3 separate regions of the Sus scrofa genome follow, and all the other regions are linked to region 1. The links are chromatin contacts, called in public Hi-C maps. All regions are on one chromosome and are shown on one strand. Each heading gives the region's core, a stretch centred on a gene start, on an enhancer-like site or on the middle of the called end of the contact. The rest is flanking DNA. Distances are from core to core; before and after follow the strand shown.

Region 1 (3,759 bases), core at 494-2,993:
CTATTAAAGCAGATTACCAGGAGACAGGAGGGGTGAGACCCCAGCCTGAGCTGATGCTTTAAGGATCACTCACATGTAGATCCTCCTGGCTCAGGATCCAACTTCTCTAGCCAACCAGAGGACAGGGGCGGCATTCCAGATCCAGGACTATGTGATCCACGTGGGGAGCATAGGATTTCACTAGCTGGATGTGCAGGATTTGTGTTTTCCATGGCTTCCCGTGCACCTGCCAAAGAAGTGTGGCAAGGCGAGTTTCTGCAGCTTCCGCCCACCTTTGCCACTCTGGCTTGATGGCCGCTGATTGCATTTCTCTCCTAGAATCACTAGCAGCTCCATTTTTCAACTGGTTGGTGATAATTTGCTGAAGAGAAGGCCGATACTCCTTTTCCGTTTCACTGCTTCCAGTAGGCTGCAGCTTCTTCCCCGGGAAAGACTCCACATTTTGGTGAATATGCAAAATGCCTCCAGCATCCTGTCTTAGCACTTGGCAGGCAATAGGCCAGCCTTCTTCAGAGCTGGGAATCAGCCCCAGGTTCACCCTGTCTGCGATGTTTGAGAGCCTCAGTTTTCTGTTATCCCCAAAGTGTATTTGGCACCGATCTGCTACTCCATTGAGCTCAAGGTTATTTCTCAGCGCAACTACAGCATGGGGGTTCCACTCACAGGCATGGACGAAGGCAGCACCAGCATGAACTAGGAAAGGCAAGGTAAAATAACCAATCCCCGCATAGAGATCCACCAGCACCTCTCCAGCACAGGGCAGCGATGCCACACGAAGCTTCTCGGTGATGTTTCCGAAGGAGAACATGCATTGGGTTACGTCAAACTTATACCGGATCCCATTATCCACATGCTCTACCCAGCCATGGTCGCCCAGCAGCAGACTCACAGCTGGAGTTCTAGTGCCATCGGGTGATATCCGCCCTCGTTTGGCCAAACGCCGGACTCCAAGTGCCGAGGCAATAGTCTCCCAGAGTTCTGGTTCCAGATTTCTCCATTGCTTGGCTTGGAAACAGCCCTCACTCAGCAACAAGAGGTCACCGTGTCGCTGCCAAGATCGGGGCAGATCAGCCTCCAACTCCGCTGACCACGTAACTCCGCGGCTCTCTGCCCAGCGACTCACCTCAAGACACAACCTTTGGGCAGGTGAACAACCCTGGGTTTTCTTTGAAGGAACCGGATGCAGGAGCTGCGTTAGCACACAGGTGCTGCCTGGAGCCACACGATCCCTCAGCTCTCGCAGGTGCTGCTCAGAGAGGGCCTCTCCCAGCACCGGTAGCGCCACGGTACCATCAGGCATCTTTTCCACACGGTGCTGTCTATCCAGGAGTTTTTGCTTCTCGAGATACTCCCTGTACCGCTGGGTAAACCGAGGTTCAGTCACAACTGCGACAACAGACGCGGGCTTCCCTCCTTCCTTTTCCATGCTGCCTGCCCCACATTCTTTCGGATTCCTTCCACCAGACTCTCTAATCAGAGTCCACACACCTACGGCAGTACATTCACACGCCTAGGGGCGCATAGGGCCTGCCGGGGCCGGAAGTGAGGTCAAAAGGGCAGGCCGGAACTAAGTGATACTTCGCGCTCGTTGACGAACGGCGCCGCTTTGGCGGTGTGAAGCCGCTGCCGCCATCTTTGTTGTGGCTGGCCATTAGTAGCCGGTGCCTAAGCGAAAATTAATGACACAAAGGGGTTCGATCCCCGGCCTGGGAACTTTCTCATGCGTGGGCGCTGCCAAACGAAGAAAAGACAAAAAAAAAAAAAAAAAAAAAAAGGAAGGAATTCTGTTTCAAAACTTCAAATTATTTGGTATTCCTCCATAACCTTCATGCACTCTCTTCAGTGCTTCTCACAGACCCAAAGAGAGACATGCCCCGGGAACGATGGGTTCAATTTCGAGAAAGCCTTCTCCTAGTTTCTTGTTTCTCCCAGATCAGCGTCAGGTGCCAATATTGGTTGAGAGTGAAGAACCAGAGGTAGCTTCATCATTCCTTTTCCGAAGCAAGGATGGTCACTACCACCTCCCTATCCCGTGGTTTATGACACAAATGGTTGGAAATCAAAAGGATCTGAGTTCAGGTAAATCATACCACCTCTCAGACATAATCTTTACCTATAAAAAGAGAATTATGTTAATTTCCTCAGAGGATTGCTACAGTGATTAGAGATATTATGTATAAAATGCTTTGAACAGTGACTAATAAAGAGTAGATACTCAGGGGATGCAAGCTGGCCTGGGTCACCCAGGAAATCAGTGGTAGAGGGCACCTCCCAAAAAGGCGACTGCCCCAGCATCACAGAGGTGTAAAGCCTAGAAGTTACATCTTGATACCACAAGAATGTAAGGTCACACTGAGGCCGAGAAGGAGCCTAGTTTAAAGAGGATTTCCCTGAAGAGCTACACCAGCCCTGGACTTCTACATTAAAATAGATATACCTCCCCACCCACCGCAGAGCTGCTGTTTTGGACTTTCCATTACTTGCTGCCAAATACACTTACACATCCGGATTAACTATGTCACTAAGGGATTTCTAATAGAGATTGATGGAAAAAGTCCCAGTGGGAAAGAGTAGGGTCCCCGAGAGCCCTGAAAATCCAAACCATCTGAAACCCAAGAATTCAGAGGCTTCCGCTACTTTGGTGCTGGTTCTTGCTGTCATCTAGTGGCAGTATTTTGGAACTAAAATTCTTTCTAGGAAATGCAAATCAAAACAACAATGGGATACCATCTCCAAGCCTGTCAGAATGGCTGTCATCAAAAAGACAAGAGGAGGAGTTCCTGTCGTGGTTCGGTGGTTAGTGAATCTGACTGGGAACCATGAGGTCACAGGTTCGATCCCTGGCCTTGCTCAGTGGGTTAAGGATCTGGCATTGCCGTGAGCTGTGGTGTGGGTCGAAGATGCGGCTCGGATCCCTCATTGCTGTGGCTCTGGCAGCTACAGCTCCGATTCAACCTCTAGCCTGGGAACCTCCATGTGCTGCAGGTGCGGCCCTAAAAAGACAAAACGACAAGAGGAGGGAGTTCCCACTGTGGCTCAGCACAAACCTGACCAGTATCCATGAGGATGCTCAGTGGGTTGAGGATCCAGCATTGCCACAAGCTGCGGTATAGGTCGCAGATGTGGCTCAGATCTGGCATTGCTGTGGCTGTGGCATGGGCCAGCAGCTGTAGCTCTGATTCAACCTCTAGCCCAGGAACTTCCATAGGCTGAGGATGTGGCCCTAAACAAACAAACAAACAAACAAACAAACAAAACAGGCAAGAAACAAGAGTGTTGGTTGACAAGGATGTGAGGAAAAGGGAACTCTCATTATACACTGTTGGTGGGAATGTAAATTGGTACAGCTACAATGGAAAACAGTATGGAGGGTCCTCAAAAACTTAACAAGAGAACTACCACAGTGAGTCAGGGATTCCACTTCTGCGTATTTATCTGAAGAAAACAAAAACACTAATTTGAAAAGATCTATGCGCCCCTGTATTCACTGCAGCACTACTTATAACAGCCACAACCTAAGTGGCCAGCCATAGATGAATGGATAAAGAAGATATGATAAATATATATACAGCATAGAATATTACTCATCCATAGAAAAAACTGCCATTTACAGCAGAAGGTATGCACCCAAAGGGGATTGTGCTGAGTGAAATAATCAGAAAGAGAAAAACATGGATACCCTATGAGATCACTTAGATGTGGAATCTAAAAAACAAAATAGGAGTTCCCTCCGTGGCTCAGTGGTTAACAAACTGGACT
Region 2 (3,759 bases), core at 469-2,968, 900 kb after region 1:
TTTTTATTTTTTAAGGGCCGCACCTGCTGCATATGAAATTCCCAGGCTAGGGGTCCCATTAGAGCTACAGCTGCTGGTCTACCCACAGCCACAACAACTTGGGATAGGAATGCATCTGCGACCTACACCACAGCTCATAGCAACGTTGAATCCTTAACTCACTGAGACGAGGCCAGGATCGACCCCACATCCTCATGGATACTAGCCGGGTTGGTAATCCTTTGAGCCACAGTGGAAACTCCCCGGCTTGATGTTTTCATGCTCATGTTTTTTTGCTTGGTTACTAGACTGTAATCTCCTTGAAGACAGAAATATTGCCTGACTCAGCTTTGAATCTTCCACAGTACCTGGAATTCACTTATGCTCAAAAACCTAGTCGTTAAAGGCATGAACAAAAAAAGTGAATTTCTGTATCAGAAGCTTTTCCTTTCCTCAGAGATAAATCTTAGGCAGTTTTCAGTGGGCACAGTACTGCCCCCTAGGGGGCGTGCTGAAATTTTGTTGGGGCTGTTTTGGACTGTAATTATATTGGTGCCAGAGTTTTTCCATAGTGGAAAATGTATTTTATTAGTATTTTTGATATTAGTTTAATATTTTAGAATAAGTTACTTTCACTTATTTCACCTTTATGTTATCAGAACATTACAGTAGTTTCTTGTAGATAGTTTACATTATCAATGAATTTAATTCCAGGAGAGTTAAAGTGGTGTTAAAGTTTTGTTGTATACACAGAGTGTTGAGCATGGCAGGACTGAGCACCTATGTTTGCAAGATTAAGCTTTGCTTGCTTCTGCTTCCACAAGTTCTAGTATTCTAAGATAAAACAAACAAATAAAAGAAGCCGATGTGCACTGATTTCAACCATCAGGCTTTCACTTTAAGCAACTGCATGTTTTAGGATTAATGTGGCTCAGTGGAGCGCTGCTGTTAAAGCGCAGAGGGTCCATGCCCGGGGTGGGGGCGGGGAACGAACATCAAGGCGCCGGAAAGTTCCCACAGGTCCTGGCCGGAGATTCTGTGAAGAGTAGCCTGGAAGGTGATTTGTTTCCCTTTGCTTTGGTCTGTACTTTTTTCCTTGTAAAAAATGATGTGGGGAGGGGAGAAGGGACGAAGAGAAATGGGGAGGGTAGTTTTTCCCAAAGCCTGGGTCCTTAGCCGGCCTCCTTTGCAGGGCTGGTTCGCATTGAAGCTGTTCAGTATTTGACGACCACGGCTTGAAAAGAAAGCCCCCCACAAGAGTGACTCGTGAGGGGGAGAGGGAGGGCTTTCGGGGAGCAAAGGGTGGCTCCGTCTTGCCCCGCGGTTCAAAGTGAGGTTGGATCGAACTTTTGGTATCAGCGGGTGGAGGGACGGCTTTTGATGTTGGAGTTGGAGGCAAGAGGTGGCAGGGCAGCAGCTGACAGGGGGTGGAGCTTCGGGCTAGAATCCCGAAGGGTTTCAGAAAGACCCGACTTCTATTGACAGTAGGAGGGGCTCCCGACGAAAGGGGCGGGCTTGGACAGTACTGCCACCAAATGGGACTTATGACAAGGGGCGTTTCTCAGGATCCAGCGGTGACTTTAGGAAGAAGGAGCGCCCGGGGGCGGGGCCACAACTGACAGAAGGCGGGGCTGCCTTCTGGATTGACCTGAGTGAAGAAAAGGCTTCTACCGATAGCGGGCGGAGCTAACACCAGCAAGGGGCGTGGCCGCTTCGAGACTTGGAAAAGGCGGGGCTTCTGTTGACAGAGGGGCGGGGCGGCCCCCTACCTCTCGCCCTGCGCCAATCCGGGGGTGGAGGCCAGGGTCGAACCCCAGGGGAGAAGCAGGGTCTGCGAGTGGAAAGCGTGGCGCAGAGCGGGGTGGGGGCGCGCGGAGGGCGCGCGCGCGCGGGAGGGCCCCGCCTCGGCCGGCTCTTCCCCTCCCCCGCTCTCGCCCCGGGTCGGCCGCTGGGGCGCGCGCCTGGCCTAGCACCCCCACCCCAGACTTTACGTTCCACCGAGTCTGCGGATCTGCTGAAGCCGTGAGCCGGACCGCCGAGCGGTTCCGGGTGTAGGGTTCACAGGTCAGAGTTGACTCCTTGAAAAGTGCAGCCGGTTTGAAATGCAAGATGGCGGCGGCGGGGCGCTGAGAGGCGCGGCGGCCCCTGCAGGTAGCGGTGCGAGCGGGCTTCGCGACGAGCGGCCCCGGGCATCCGGGGCTGCGGGTAGGAACCCGCGGCGCAGAGCCCGCGGCCAGTGCGGCGGGCCGGGAAGGCGCGCGGCGCGCGGGCTGGTTGGACGAGGGCGGCCCGAGGGCAGAGACCCCGGGGGGCTGAGCGCGCTCCGCGCCGCGAGTGGCCAGGCTGACCGGCTCGGGGCTTCCGAGGGGGAGGGACCTGGCCTGCCTGGGCCGGATCGCCGACGGGGGACAGACCCTGAGCCTCTTTTGCGTTCTCGGGTCTCTGCGGCCGCGGAAGGGGCTGAGGGTGGGCTTGTACGGGGAAATCTCAGCACCCCTCTCCTCCCCCGCGGCTACGAGAGGACCGAGCAACTTGAGATTATTGAAGGGAGTGAGGACCGGGTCTCCCTTAGAAGGGGGGGGGCGGGGGCCGCAGGGACGGAGCGCACCAGCAATGTCGAGGGTCCCTGGGGAGGAGATCGGGAGCCGGGCCCTGCCCTGCGGGGGCGTGTGGCCTCGTGGGGACTCGGTCTCCCTGAGAGTCTGGGGAGTCATCTCTTGCTGGAGCTGAGCGCACTGGCATTGCGGTTGGAGCTCGGAGAAACCCGTCTGGGAAAGGCTGTACCTCCACTTCAGGAGAGGCTGGGCACCCATTTCGGGGCGAGTCTCAGAGTTGAGACCTTAAGAACTATATAAGGTTTTGAAGAAGCCCTGGAACTTTGGGAGAAGTTGATTCAAGAAAATGTAAATATTATCTGTCCCTTTAAGGAGGAAGATGAGGAGGCTGACTGGGGACCGCTCCAAGCCTTAGGGCCTAAAGGGAACGGTTTCCAGATCTTTCCGAGGAGTGAAGGGCTAGGAGGGAGCTGTGAGAGGAAGGGGGTCTCATGGTAGGAAAGAAGAGCCCTGGCTGATGCCCTTTCCGTGTGTGTGTTTACTCCAAAGTTCTAGGGAAAGGGACTTGAAATTCTTTGTTTCAATTCGACATCCCAGCTCTCCCCTCCGTGGGTAACAGCAAAGAAAATGCAAAACCCGGGAGAAAAAAAAGGTTCCCTTTGATATCCTTAGTTTAGGATCAAGCTCCCTGGCCCTGGGGTAGAAGAATTAGGAAGCGGGAAAGGGGATGGATAGAGGAGGGATGGGGGAAGAGACTGGGAAGAGCGGGAATTCCACAGCGCTTTTCTATCATTTCACCCCAGCTCTAAAGAAAAACGTGCGAAGAGGCTAATCTTTGCGGGGGGTGGGGGGAAATGTCAGGAAAGGTAACTGAGAATTTATAATGTGATTAGGTTGGGATTCCATGTAACTTGAAAGGAAGATGCAATTGTCTTGGAGAGTAAGAGGAGGGCAGAAAAGGGAAAATCACAAGATTGGGAAATAGAGTGGTTCACAGTTAGGGAGGAAGAAGCAGCTTTCTCCCAGGAATTGTGACTATTCACTGGGTTGGAGTGTATGTGTGTACATGACCTACATGAATTAACCTTAAGATTTGCTGATCTTGGTCCTTGTTTCTCAGCCTTTGTCTGGAAGCTTTAACTTGTGTTATATGGTGCTACGTGAATTATCCCTGCTTCTAAAAAATTATCCTGAAAAAGTCGTTTGTTTTTTATGCCAGCAGTGA
Region 3 (3,759 bases), core at 352-2,851, 820 kb after region 1:
TCAGCTTTTTGACATTATAAATAATGCTGTGGTAAATATCATGGTGCATACATTTTTTAAAAAGCTTTTAAAAGACTGAATTTTAAGTGCTTTAATATATAATAACTTCTGTATCTCAAAAGCGCATGGAAGGGATTTCCTGATATTCCCTCCAGACTTGCTTTACCATAGCCTTCTCTCTCTAAGTTAGGTGCAGCTTCATCTTGCCATCAGCTCAAGCAAGCAAACCAAAAACCAAGTACTGGAGTCATCCTTTGGCTCCTCTCTCTCATGCCTAAATCCAATTAATTGGCAAATTCGATTGACTCTTTCTTCCAAATAAACCCAGAATTTAACCATTTCTCATTACTTCCACTGATCTGCATCACCATTATCTCTTGCCTGAATAACTGTAGTGGCCTCCGAAGTAGAGTTGCCATATTTAGCAAATAAAATGACACCCCGTTAAAAATTGAATTTCAGATGAACAACAATTTTTTTAGCATAAGTATGTCCCCTTATTGCATTCTCCATGCAGCAGCCAGAGGGATTCTTTCAAAAAGTCAGAATAAGTCTCTCCTTTGTTCAAAACCCTGTGATGTCTTTTCATCTCACTTATTATACAAAGCAAAAAAAACCTTAAAGCTGAGGCCTTGCAGGATCTGCTCCCAGCAGCTTTTTCCTCTTTGATTTTATTGGTCCACTGTCCTCCCCTGGCCTCTGGTTGCACTTCTCTTCTCCCAGGTATAACTAACCTCCTTTAAGTCTTTGCTTACATTACGTGAGGTCTTTCCTAGATCGCCCTGTTTAGAAGTGCACGCTTCCCTTCACTTTCTCTATATTTCTGCAGCACTTCCTCTTTTAACGAACATATCATTTACTTAGTTTATTGCCCTTCCCCTTTTACCAGAATTTAAGTTCCATGAGGGCATTTTTGCTCTTATTGTTCACAGTGGCATCCCTGGTGCTTAGAATACTGCCCGGCTCATAATAGATGCTCAATAAATATTTAATAAATGTCGAATTAAGGAAATGATTTCCAAATCAATAAGTAGCTTTTATTTGTTTCACTAGGAAGACTCCTCTCACATTCCGATCATTCAGCATGTTATCTATTCTCAGTCATCACGTAACTGCTTTAATTCCAGAGAAGCCATTTTCTGTAATTCTGTAATGGTATAAAACATTTAGATGTGTAGACAGGGTCCTAAGGTATAATAATATCTTAAAATTTAGATATTATAAATAGACTCAGTTTATACGGATTAGGAAATAAAGACCCGGCAAAGGGAATTACTTGCTCAATTCCTAGCTTGGGCGGCGCTGAGTACAGAACCTACGTCTCTAACTATAATACTCTGCCAACTGGCCTTTAGATCCCTTTCTGTTAACTTGTTTGGATTAAGCTAACAGTGAAAAGCTCTAAAGACTCAGAGACAAAAACTGTCAAAAGCCAAGCGCTTCCCCCACCCCTTCAGTCAAGGACCCAGCATTTTGCATTTGAATCCAGCGTGGCGGGAAGCGGAGGGCAGGTGTCAGGAGGGGCGGGGAGGGGCCGCCAGGCCCCGCCAGCCAATCAGAGCGGGCGGGGAGCCTCCCTTCCCCCCCGGCGTCCACGCGCCAAAATTCCAAACCCGATATCGCGCCACTACCCGCCGTCTCCCTCCGCCGAGCTCAGCGAGCCGGAACTATCTAAGAAAAAGAAGTCAGCGGTTTCTGCTCACTGTCCGCTCAGGTCGTCCACACTATCCGTGCGGGCTCTCTTCAAATTCGGCCCAAAGTCCTTCGCTCTATAGATGTGGGGAAAGTTTCGAGCCCGCCGACGTAGAGTGGCCGCGTGGGCGGAACAGGAGGCGGAAGGATTCCGAGTGCGCGCGCTGCGGCCACCCGCGCGCAGCTTGTGGCGCCAGAATTCGGAGCGCGGAAGCGCCTGAGCGGCTGTTTCCCAGTATCGGGTCCGTCTCCCGCCGCGGACGCTCTGCGGAAGAGGGAGAGAAGATGGTGGTCCTCCGCAGCAGCCTGGAGCTGCACAGCCACCCCGCCGCCTCGGCCACGGACTCCTTGGACCTGTCCAACGAGTTCCTCAGTCTGGAGCAGATCGGCCGGAGGCGGCTCCGCTCGGCCGGCGCCGCTGAGCAGTCCGCGGTCACCGCGGCCGCCGCGGGCGTGAGTACCAGCCTGGGGCAGGCCCCTCGGTCGGGCCTGGGGGACTGTCTGTCTGGTGCCCCGTCGGGCCTGGGGGACTGTCTGCCTGGTGCCCGGTGGAGCCTGGGGGTGGGGTGGGCGGTCCTGGTGACAGTTGGCGCGGGGAGAGAAGAGGCGTGTTGGGAGGAGTGTTGTCGAGGACAAGTAAAATGGAAGGCTTTTCAAGATCGGAGCCCGAGGAGGTGTGGGGTGGGCGAAGAGATGGGGCAGATTGCAGGAGGGCTAAGCCGTTGGTTACTACCTACTTTTACGCCAGAGGAAACCCGAGCTCCCCGGAGGCCAAGTGCACTTGGAGGCCAACCCTTGAGTTGGGGGCTGCCCCGCCCCAGCTCACACACCTCCCTAACCAATCTCCCAGGCTCCGGCTTTAGGTTCGCAGGAATCGCGAGCCACACGCCTGTACTGAGCGCTTACTGTATGCGTGACATGTTTTAGAGGCCGCGGCAGATAGAAAGAGTGTGACTCAGGTTCCCTGACTTTCATTTACGATCTAAGAGAGGTTCGGTAATCAGAACGCAATGAATAATACCAGGTTGCGTAATGTGCAGGGATGGAGAGCGACATTTCAGGTACATCTTCACTTAAGCCTCCTAGCAGCTCCATGAGAATGGAGAGTTGTGATATGAATCTCACAGATGAAAAAAACAGCCTCGAGGTACCCAGTAAGTGATAGATCTAAAACTGGAACTTGGATTTTCTGCCTACACAACCTTTCTCTTTCTGTTATTTCATACTCCAGTCATAAGCAAGGTCTGTAAGGATTCCAAGGAGGTGGAGCAGTAGGTCTCCTTGAAAGAAGTGCTTCTTCTGGGTCTGAGGTACAGGTGGAATGTTTGGTAGATTTAAGGCTGAGGGAGAGAGTCCCTCCACCTCCCCTTCCGCGGGTGGAGGGGACAGCGTTAACAAAAGGTTAGAGAAATTGAGGAAGCAAGACTAGCAAAGTTAAGGCAGCAGGAAGTAGTCTAGTTCTGTTATAGGGAAGTGGGCATGGGGTTGGGAAAAATAGGACCAGAGAGAGAGTTAGAACTGGGAAGCCAGAATAAGAGGCCAAGGGGAGGTTTGTGTGGTGGGAGAGAGTGACAAAACATAGGTAAGAGAGTGATCGCTGTATGAAATCAGTTGTCAGTATCTTTTTTTAGAGCCCCCCCCCCACATGCTAGTTGTTCCTCTACTGAGGGAATGAAAGAGTTCATTCAGTTTCTGAAATTGTGATCCGAATTGAAAAAACAAATAATTTCCTGACTCTTAGGATGTGTTTCTCAATCACAGGCACAAGTTGTTAGAGATCTGAGAGGCAGACACTTGTTCAGTGAACTCGGTCACTTGACTTATTAACCTGTGTTCGAAAGAGCTGAGTATTTCGGTAAATATTGAGTGCTTGTTATCCTCAGGACAGTGCTGGATTCTGTGACTGTAATGATGTACTGAATACTGGTTAAGTAACATAGGTGCTTAAAACCACTATTAGTTCTGAATCTTAACCTACTGGTAATCAGGGGGTTTCTATACTTCATAAAAGTAGGGGATACTTAACCACATGGGTAGTGAGAATTAAATGTTGTCATGCATGTAAGG

The links. Hi-C and Micro-C count contacts between places; a contact is called where the count stands out from the background.
Region 2: a contact with region 1 is called in a Hi-C map of liver, with 7 times the contacts expected there. The contact joins the promoter of ZHX1 here to the promoter of TRMT12 in region 1. A contact is called at or near these places in 1 of 5 promoter capture datasets (liver), 2 of 47 Hi-C or Micro-C datasets (liver and skeletal muscle) and 1 of 2 datasets of contacts at active chromatin or transcription factors (alveolar macrophages).
Region 3: a contact with region 1 is called in a Hi-C map of liver, with 4 times the contacts expected there. The contact joins the promoter of ATAD2 here to the promoter of TRMT12 in region 1. A contact is called at or near these places in 1 of 5 promoter capture datasets (liver), 1 of 47 Hi-C or Micro-C datasets (liver) and 1 of 2 datasets of contacts at active chromatin or transcription factors (alveolar macrophages).

Annotation. Positions count from the first base shown.
Region 1 is chr4:15,195,399-15,199,157 of Sscrofa11.1, forward strand. TRMT12 (tRNA wybutosine-synthesizing protein 2 homolog) reads right to left here and starts at 1,744. Exons shown (of 2, transcript XM_013996494.2): 1 at 74-1,744. The coding sequence starts at 1,426. The coding sequence ends at 107.
Region 2 is chr4:16,099,062-16,102,820 of Sscrofa11.1, forward strand. ZHX1 (zinc fingers and homeoboxes protein 1) reads left to right here and starts at 1,719. Exons shown (of 4, transcript XM_013996503.2): 1 at 1,719-2,130.
Region 3 is chr4:16,010,677-16,014,435 of Sscrofa11.1, forward strand. It overlaps ATAD2 (ATPase family AAA domain-containing protein 2), which reads left to right and starts at 1,602. Exons shown (of 28, transcript XM_001926030.7): 1 at 1,602-2,145. The coding sequence starts at 1,978.